Regions from separate parts of the Capra hircus genome. Here region 1 is linked to region 2. The links are chromatin contacts, called in public Hi-C maps. All regions are on one chromosome and are shown on one strand. The core of a region is the stretch at or near the end of the contact, and the rest is flanking DNA. Distances in the headings are between cores, read along the strand shown. Region 1 has its middle 69 kb from the start of ATOH8. Region 2 overlaps POLR1A (DNA-directed RNA polymerase I subunit RPA1).

The links. A called contact is a pair of places that touch in the nucleus more often than the background predicts.
Region 1: a Hi-C map of blood shows a contact between it and region 2, with 2.9 times the contacts expected there. The contact joins two enhancer-like sites. A contact is called at or near these places in 2 of 5 Hi-C or Micro-C datasets (both in blood).

Annotation. Positions count from the first base shown.
Region 1 is chr11:48,654,313-48,658,095 of ARS1.2, forward strand. No RefSeq gene overlaps it. Among named protein-coding and RNA genes, the nearest start is that of ATOH8, 69 kb to the right of the region's middle. Within about 2 kb of position 1,644, at least 2 of the 5 cell types and tissues checked have an H3K27ac peak or open chromatin away from gene starts, as enhancers often do.
Region 2 is chr11:48,370,985-48,375,075 of ARS1.2, forward strand. It overlaps POLR1A (DNA-directed RNA polymerase I subunit RPA1), which reads left to right. Exons shown (of 35, transcript XM_018055368.1): 7 at 44-130; 8 at 775-880; 9 at 1,148-1,310; 10 at 3,074-3,244; 11 at 4,014-4,091. Among named protein-coding and RNA genes, the nearest start is that of POLR1A, 22 kb to the left of the region's middle. Within about 2 kb of position 2,492, at least 2 of the 5 cell types and tissues checked have an H3K27ac peak or open chromatin away from gene starts, as enhancers often do.

The DNA.
Region 1 (3,783 bases), core at 394-2,893, 280 kb after region 2:
TGGACCTGGGAACCTGGTGGGCTACAGTCCATGGAGCCACATCTTGTTGGCTTCAGCTGCAGCAAAAAGGTCGCTCCAAATACATAGCATTTTCCCACAGGCACAAGTTGCTGCTCGGCAGAGTTTAGAGGGGCAGGAGCTTTTCCCAAGATAATCATTTACCCTTTGTTCTTAATCTGTTTTCCTCCCCGTATTCAACCTACCTTTCCTGCTTTTATTTTCAGGATCTTGAACAATTTAAGGGAAGTGGTCTAGGGGTTTGGGGAGAGGAGAAAGAGGTGGTTTGGGGAGAGTGGTGGTCCAGAGTAGCAGTGCCCACCAGAAGGGACAGAGCCTCAGGTGGCAAGGGTAAGCTGCGTGGGACGTCCGGGGCACATGTGGGTGTGGGTCCAGGCCCTGGGGCTGCTGATCTTGGTGAGGAGGCAGCAGAAACTCCTGAAGGCTTAGATGTGAAGCTCTCACAGTGGCCCCGACACACTAAATATTTCCCTTGCCTCCCCCTCCCCTTTTTTCTTGCATCCCATTAAGCTTCTAGGTGCTTGCACAGGCCTAGGGAGGAGGAACCCCACCCCCAAAGCCAAGTAACAGTGAATGCTTCTTCAGCCCTGGCAAGGTGAAGTCAGGTCTAACTTAATTTTTCTTTTTAATTGAAGTATAGCTGATTTACAGTCTGGTGTCTCTGGTGGTAAAGAATCTGCCTGCAGTGGAGGAGACCCGAGTTCAGTCCCTAGGTTTGGGAAGATCCCCTGGAGGAGGAAATGGCCACCGACTCCAGTACTCTTGCTTGGAGAATCCCACGGACAGAGGAGCCTGAGGGGCTACAGTCCATGGGGTCGCAATATATATATATATATTCTTATGTATATATTCTTTCTCCAAGACCTTTGGCTTATGTGCGCGTGTGTCCAGTCACTAAGTCGTGTCCGACTCTTTGCGATCAGATAGGTTGTAGCCGACCAGGCTCCTCTGTGCATGGAATTCACCATGCAAGAATACTGGGGCGGGTTGCCATTTCTTTCTCCAAGGGATCTTCCCGACCAAGGGATCAAACCTGAGCCTCCTGCACTGCAGCCGGATCTTTACCACTGGGCCACCTGGGGAGTCCCTCTTTTTGCTTATAGGTAATTACAAAATATTAAGTATAGTTCCTTGTGCTATACAGTAAGTCCTTGTTGGCTATCTGTTTTATATACAGTAATGTGTCTATGTTAATTTCAACCTCCTCATTTATCCTTCCCCCACCCAAGGTCTAATTTGATTTTAACGAAACAGGGAAGGACACTATTTCCAGCGTTTGAGTCCTGTGATATTTACATAAAATGATTGTTCCTGGAGTAGGTGGAAGAGCACTGCAGGGTGGGAGATGAGAATTCTATTACTGAACCACCAACAGAACAAGACCGCTGCAGGGCAGGTCTGGCTCAGCCATTCAACAGCAATTTACCTCACTTCGCCGACCCTCAGTTTTCTCATTTGTAAAGTGGAAATGGGTTTCACACCTACCAGGGTCCCTTCCAAGCCAGGGTCTGGCCTGCCTGCCCAGTCCAGGGTTTGGAGGCCCTGCAGGTGGCAAGTGTTACAGTCACTCTCTGTACAGAGGAGCAACCGGTGCCAGCCCAGCCTGGCCAGCAGAGGGCACTGCCATGCCATGCAGACTGTTCCTGCCTCAGCCTGCAGGACTGGCAGCTCACCTCAAGGAGGCCCCCCCCCCGTCCTCACAGCTGTATGGAGGAGATGTGCTATCCAGCATCCATCCCCCTTTCAGAGAGGCTGCCTCATCCCCTGGACCGGGTCACTGAGTCTCCACTCAGGCCAGCTTTCAGACTCTGGAGGATCCAGGTCACCACAACCGTGTGACTCCTCTTAACCCCACCATCAATTCCACTCCCATAGTATGCCAGGCCCGCTCAGACCCCTCATGTCACTTAATCTCAAAGAAATGAGATAGAGACCATCGCCCTGTGGGGAAATTGACACAGGAGAGACAAAGTGACTTGCCAAGACCTCATGGAACTGCACTGAAACCCAGACCGCTTCGGATTCCAAAGGCCACGTGATTTCCACAACAGAGTTGAGTCTCTTGAACGTGGGCCTGGGGGTTTGGGCTGTTTGGGGGAAGCAGGATGGCAGGGGTTCTAGTTGCCTAGCAGAGGTCTAGAAGGTGCACTGTGCAGGTACAGGCTGGCATAGCTCAAGCTGAGGTTGGCGTCACGTGGAGCACGGATGCGCCTGGAGATCAGATGCCCACTGTATGCGGCTTGTTTGGGGCAGCCCCGTCAGAAGCAGCTCAGACCCTGTGAGGTGTCTGTCCTTCACTGAGGCTGAGCAGCGCTCCTGGGAGGCCCTGATGACAGGACAATTAGGGAAATTAAAGGCAGGGGTGGGCAGGGGAGCCCAGGCCACACTCTCACTGTCCTGTTTCCTGGGTTGGCGACCGATGGCAGCTACAGGCAGTTGGCGCCCACCTTGTCCTCCATCTCCTCCGAGCAAGCTGGCTCGGGGCCCTTTTCTGTTTCCCTCTCGGAGGTCACCAATGTGACGTCTCCCAGCAGCCCAGATTTACCATCAGTGAAAATTCAGTTCCCCCAAATGGGGAACCCTGTCTGCACAAGGGACTGGGTCAGACCTGCAGGGGTTTTGATGAGGGACCAGAATGGGGGAGATGAACACATCCATAGCTCAAGGTGACCCAAGGCCAAGGCGATGGGAGACCTGAAGGTGAGGAGAGTGTTGGGGTACCCTGTCTGGTGGGGAGGGCCCGGGAGGACCTAACGCACTGACTGATGGTCAGCAGACAGAGCCTTGGGCTAGGAGAGGGGCTGAGCCCAGGCGGACAGGTGGGAGGAGGGGCCGGGGTTCAGAATCAGGAGAATGTGTGTGGTGGTGGGGAATGTTCGAAGGCGTTGGTCAGGGATGAAACAGGGAAGGCGGGCAGGGGGCAAGCGTGGGGAGCTACGTGTCAGGCTGAGGATGCCATGGGCGCATACAGCTGACCAGCACGTTAGGAGGGCATCAAAGCACCTAAGACTCTGAACCAGACTGCCTGGGTTCAAGTCCCAACCCAGCCAATCACTAGCTGTGTGACCTTGGGTGAGTCATCGGGTTCCTTGGTGTTCTAGTTTCTCACCTAAAATGCTGTTCAAGTATGACAGCTACTGTGAGCATGAAATAAATTCAACTGTGTGCAGCACTTAGCAAGTGCCTGACTGTTACAGCATATAAATAATAGCAACAGCTATTTGGGCCGCACATACGATGCTCCAGACTCTGAGCTGTGTCCGTATCTTCTACATCGTCGCTTTAACCTTCACGGGAAATCTCAGAGGTACTATCACGGTACCATGACTGCACCCATTTTACAGATGGAGAAAGGTGGTCACAGTCACCGAGCAGCAAAGTAATGAGCCTGGCTCCACACTCCTGCCCAGAACACTCGGCCCATGTCTCCTCCTCCCTCCCCCACCCGCCTGGTTCTAGGGACCTTTAAGCCACCGTCTCTTTCCGCTGCCAGAGAAGGGTCCTGGGCCATGGTCTCTGTGGCTCATAGATCCTGGGATTCTGAGCCCAGCTTTGTGGGCCTGAATGCAAGAGTAGGAGAAGCAGCTCAGTTCCCCATTCCCTTCCGCCCCTCTCCGCCCCCGCCCCAGCCCCACCTCCACCCTGCAGACCCCTCCCCAGGTCCATGGCTAGCAGTCTAGGTTTTAGGCTACACACCAGCCGCTCCCTGTTCAAAGCAGGGGGAAAGGCGTGGAACCCTTAAAACAGTGCAAATGTGTCCCGCGC
Region 2 (4,091 bases), core at 1,242-3,741:
CTGTAATTGACTTACTGTGCTCGATTGCCCTCTTCCACTCCAGGAATTGAGGAAGCTCAGATGGGAAAACGAGGATACCTGACACCCTCCAGTGCTCAAGAACACCTCATAGCTCTTTGGAAAAATGAAGGTGCTGTGCCAGGCTAAAGAAACAGCCCATTGACTTCCTGGACTCCTTTACCCTGCCTTTTTATGTTTTCAAAATTGTGATTCTTGTAGATCTCTCCTGAAACTGAACCATAGATTTGGGGCAGGCTTCAGGGTACATTATCATTGATGATTTACAGTGTGGGAAATGTCTTTATTCCTTGAACCATGAACTTGACGATTACTGTAACTGAGCCTGATCATTAAATGGATAGCTGTGGGTGGGCATTGCTTAATACAGTTTGACATGTGTCTTTTTTTTTTTTTTGACATGTGTCTTGAAGGTGCAGTGTAACCTTATTTTTTTTAATGTATTTTATTTGCTTATTTATTTTCATTATTGTTTTTTAATATTGCATTTTTATTTATTTTTTTCACTGCACCATGTGGCATGTGGGATTTTGGTTCCCTGACCAGGGATGGACCCTGCACCCCTTGCAGTGGAAGCGCAGAGTCTTAACCACTGGACCGCCAGGCAATTCCTTCATTAGTCTTTATGGAGACACATGTGATCTTATTCTCCCTATTGCCCTATATTCTGGGTTTTTCGTAAAAATTTTTGTGGTCATCCTTCCATGCTCTTAATGTATAGGTTTAAATGATCTTTTTGATTTATTTCAAACACAGGGTTCTTTCTGAATTACCTTTTTTTGGGACTGGAAGATGTTGGCATGGAGTCCAGGTTTAACCCCAGTATGTTCTTTCTGGATTTCTTGGTGGTACCACCCTCAAGGTAATACCCTTTCATTGGCTTTATTTCACCTGAAAAAGGTTTATGGAATAATTGAATAATGACCTCTGGGAGAGAAAGGAAGGGTCAAAGGTGCTGAAAAATAGAGCAGCAGTTCCACTTCCAGCTGGCAGGTGGTGGGACTATTTTCCTCTTCATTTTTCCTGAGTGCAGGAGGAATGTGGGTTTCCTTTGGAGCTGGGGGCGTGTGAGTAGGGATGGATAAGAGGCTGAGGGAAGTGTTCACTGATTCCACATGTCCTCCTGCAGGTATCGCCCTGTCAACCGCCTTGGGGACCAGATGTTCACCAACGGGCAGACGGTGAACTTGCAGGCTGTCATGAAGGACGTGGTTCTGATCCGAAAACTTCTGGCACTGATGGCCCAAGAACAGGAGCTGCCAAGTGAGGTGGCAGCACCCACCACAGAAGAGGTCAGGAGCTGATATCATAGTTCTAGCTTCCTACGCTGTGGGTGCAGAATGCTGTGGGTCCTGGGAGATACTGGTTGGCAATTCTGTATGGTTGTGTGTGAGCCATGGGTTTGGCCGGATCAGGCAATGTCTGGGGGAAAGTGTGGGTCTGAGCATGACCCCAATGACCGTGCCCAGTGACCTTGATTGAGTTGCTTTGGTTTCTTGTTCCCATCTCCACAATAAAATGAGTGATCTGTGGGGAGGTTTTACCCGTGGCTGTGGTCTGGGCTACCTGCTCTCACTGGCAGTTCTAGAAAAAACAGTCTGTGGTCCTCAGGCTCTGAGCCTGTCCCTACTGGGCTCTGGTACCAGAGACCCGTGCCACCTAGGTCTGATTTTGGCTCATGAAGATCTCTAGCATCAGGGTCAGGAAGGCAGTGTTGGCATTTGGAAGAGTTTCCTGGAATAGGAGTGTCAGATTTGGGGCTCAGTTTTCTCCCCAATAAATGGTGGAGCTGAATTCCATTTTCCTGTTTCAGCAGACGTTTCCTGAATCCCTTTTAGTGTGCTAGGTCTACAGTGGGTATAAAGATGAGTCAGGCACTCAGGAAGTTTGTTGAGATTGCTGACATCCTTCCCAGCTTTAAGATGCTTTCTAAATGCAAATAGGAAGGACTGTCTCAGCCTTAAGTAGACCAGACAGGCTCCCAGGCTCCCTTCCCTGAGTAGGACCGGCCCATCACCAGGTGGCGCCACAGTCTGTCAGGGACACCCGTGCGTGGGTTACTCAGCCTTTCTGCTTGGGTTTCTTTGGTTTTGCTTAAGTTTTCTGATCTGCCTGTGTACATATGCTTTTTTAAAAAGTGCTCAATATTAGAGATATGTGCCGTCTGCAGGTTCTGGTCTAGTTTCAGAGAGATGGCCATAGGATTGCCACGTCCAGTGACCAGAGCTAAGGATTTCATGTTAATGTCTCTTGAAAGTAGGGTAGCCTTTGTCCAAGAAAAAAGCTAAATCTCGGCAGAAATGAGCAGCATCCTCTCAGATTCCTAAGGTCATTGCTGCCTGAAGTCACAGTGCCCTCTTTTCCATCTGATCAATAGCAAGGGTTCTTTCTTCCCATACTTGCACAGGGGCCCTCTCATGAATCATGAATGCCTGGGTGTGACTAGGCGTGCGCCATTCCAGGCACTGAGGATACACCAGTGAGACTGGTCTCACCCATTTCACAAGTAGGCTTGTGGCCCTGAGTCAGCTGATACCTTCAGAAGTGAGTTAGTCTGACAGGGGTGCTGCCATCATACAGGGGTCCCTGGGAGGCTCCTTCAGCCAGAATAGAAACCACACCTGTCTTCTCTATAACTGAGAAGTCTTCTGTCCTTAAGGACAGGCCCACTGTGGGTTGCGTGACATTCTCACTTACTGGATCCCCTTTCATCAGCGCTGACTGGTTTCTTCTCTCTGACCCACTGGGTCGAGGGACCATTTGTCTCTCTCCTGTGTCATACATACCCAGCCCAAGGGGCCCAGTCCAGGTGGCCAGACAGTCGGTCAGTTGGTGGTGCTCTAGGGCAGCTTACCGCCTCATATGTTGTCGATGCACACAGACAAGATCGATTTATGAGCACTTGGGCCACAAATCTGTCAAGTTCAAAAGACATAAAGGCCAACTTCAGAGTTCATCATTTGTCAGAGCTCAAGTGAAAAAGAAAAGTGGAACCAGGCCTGGCCTTCTTGAGGGCTTTCGATCACGCCCGTTTTTCTTGGTTGTGTCTTGGCAGGAAAAAGACTCTTCGATGGCTATGGACCGATCCTTTTTGAGTCAGCTTCCAGGCCAGTCCCTCACAGACAGACTTTACAACATTTGGATTCGCCTTCAGAGCCACGTTAATATTGTGTTTGATAGCGAGATGGACAAATTAATGATGGAAAAGTACCCCGGTATTAGACAGGTGAGCAGTTGGATCCCCATTGCTAGCCGAAGGGGTTAAATAATAAACATGTTTGTCTTAAGGAAGAAAATAGTAACCATACTTGTTTTTTTTTTCCTTGACAGTGACTGTTTTATTTTAACCAATTGGCACTACTGTAGTTTTGGTTTACTTTTTATTTTATTATTTTTTAGTGTAAAATATGAAAGATTTATTTCAACTGTATAAAATAATTGAAAGAGGAATAAAAGAAGATATTAATAAAAGATGGCCCTAACTGAAGAAGTGAATGAAACTAAAATTGCAGACCAAAAAACCCAAACATAATAAATATGTGCATAGTATTGGGTTGGCCAAAAAGTTTGGGTTTATCCATCCTTTCTCGCCAACCCGTTACCATTATACAAGCTTGTGAGTAATAGAAGGATCATCTTTCATACTCATGCTCAATTGCTAAGTTGTGCCCACAATTAAATATGGCATATATATGTTCTAGAGATTCCCTGGTGGCTCAGTGGTAAAGAACCCACATACCAGTGCAGGAGATGCGGGTTCAACCCTTGGGTTGGAAAGATCTCCTGGAGGAGAAAATGGCAACCCACTCCAGAATTCTTGGCTGGAGAATCCCATGGACAGAGGAGGCTGGTGGGCTACAGTCCATTGGGTCACAAAAGAGTTGGGCATGACTTAGCAACTAAAAAACAGCAACATATATTATCTAACAGCGTAATAATTTTGTCTTGATTTGTAAATTTTTTTAATGATTACTGTGGACTATTCCCCCATAAAGATCCTGGAGAAGAAGGATGGTTTGTTCCGAAAGCACATGATGGGGAAGCGCGTCGACTACGCAGCCCGCTCGGTCATC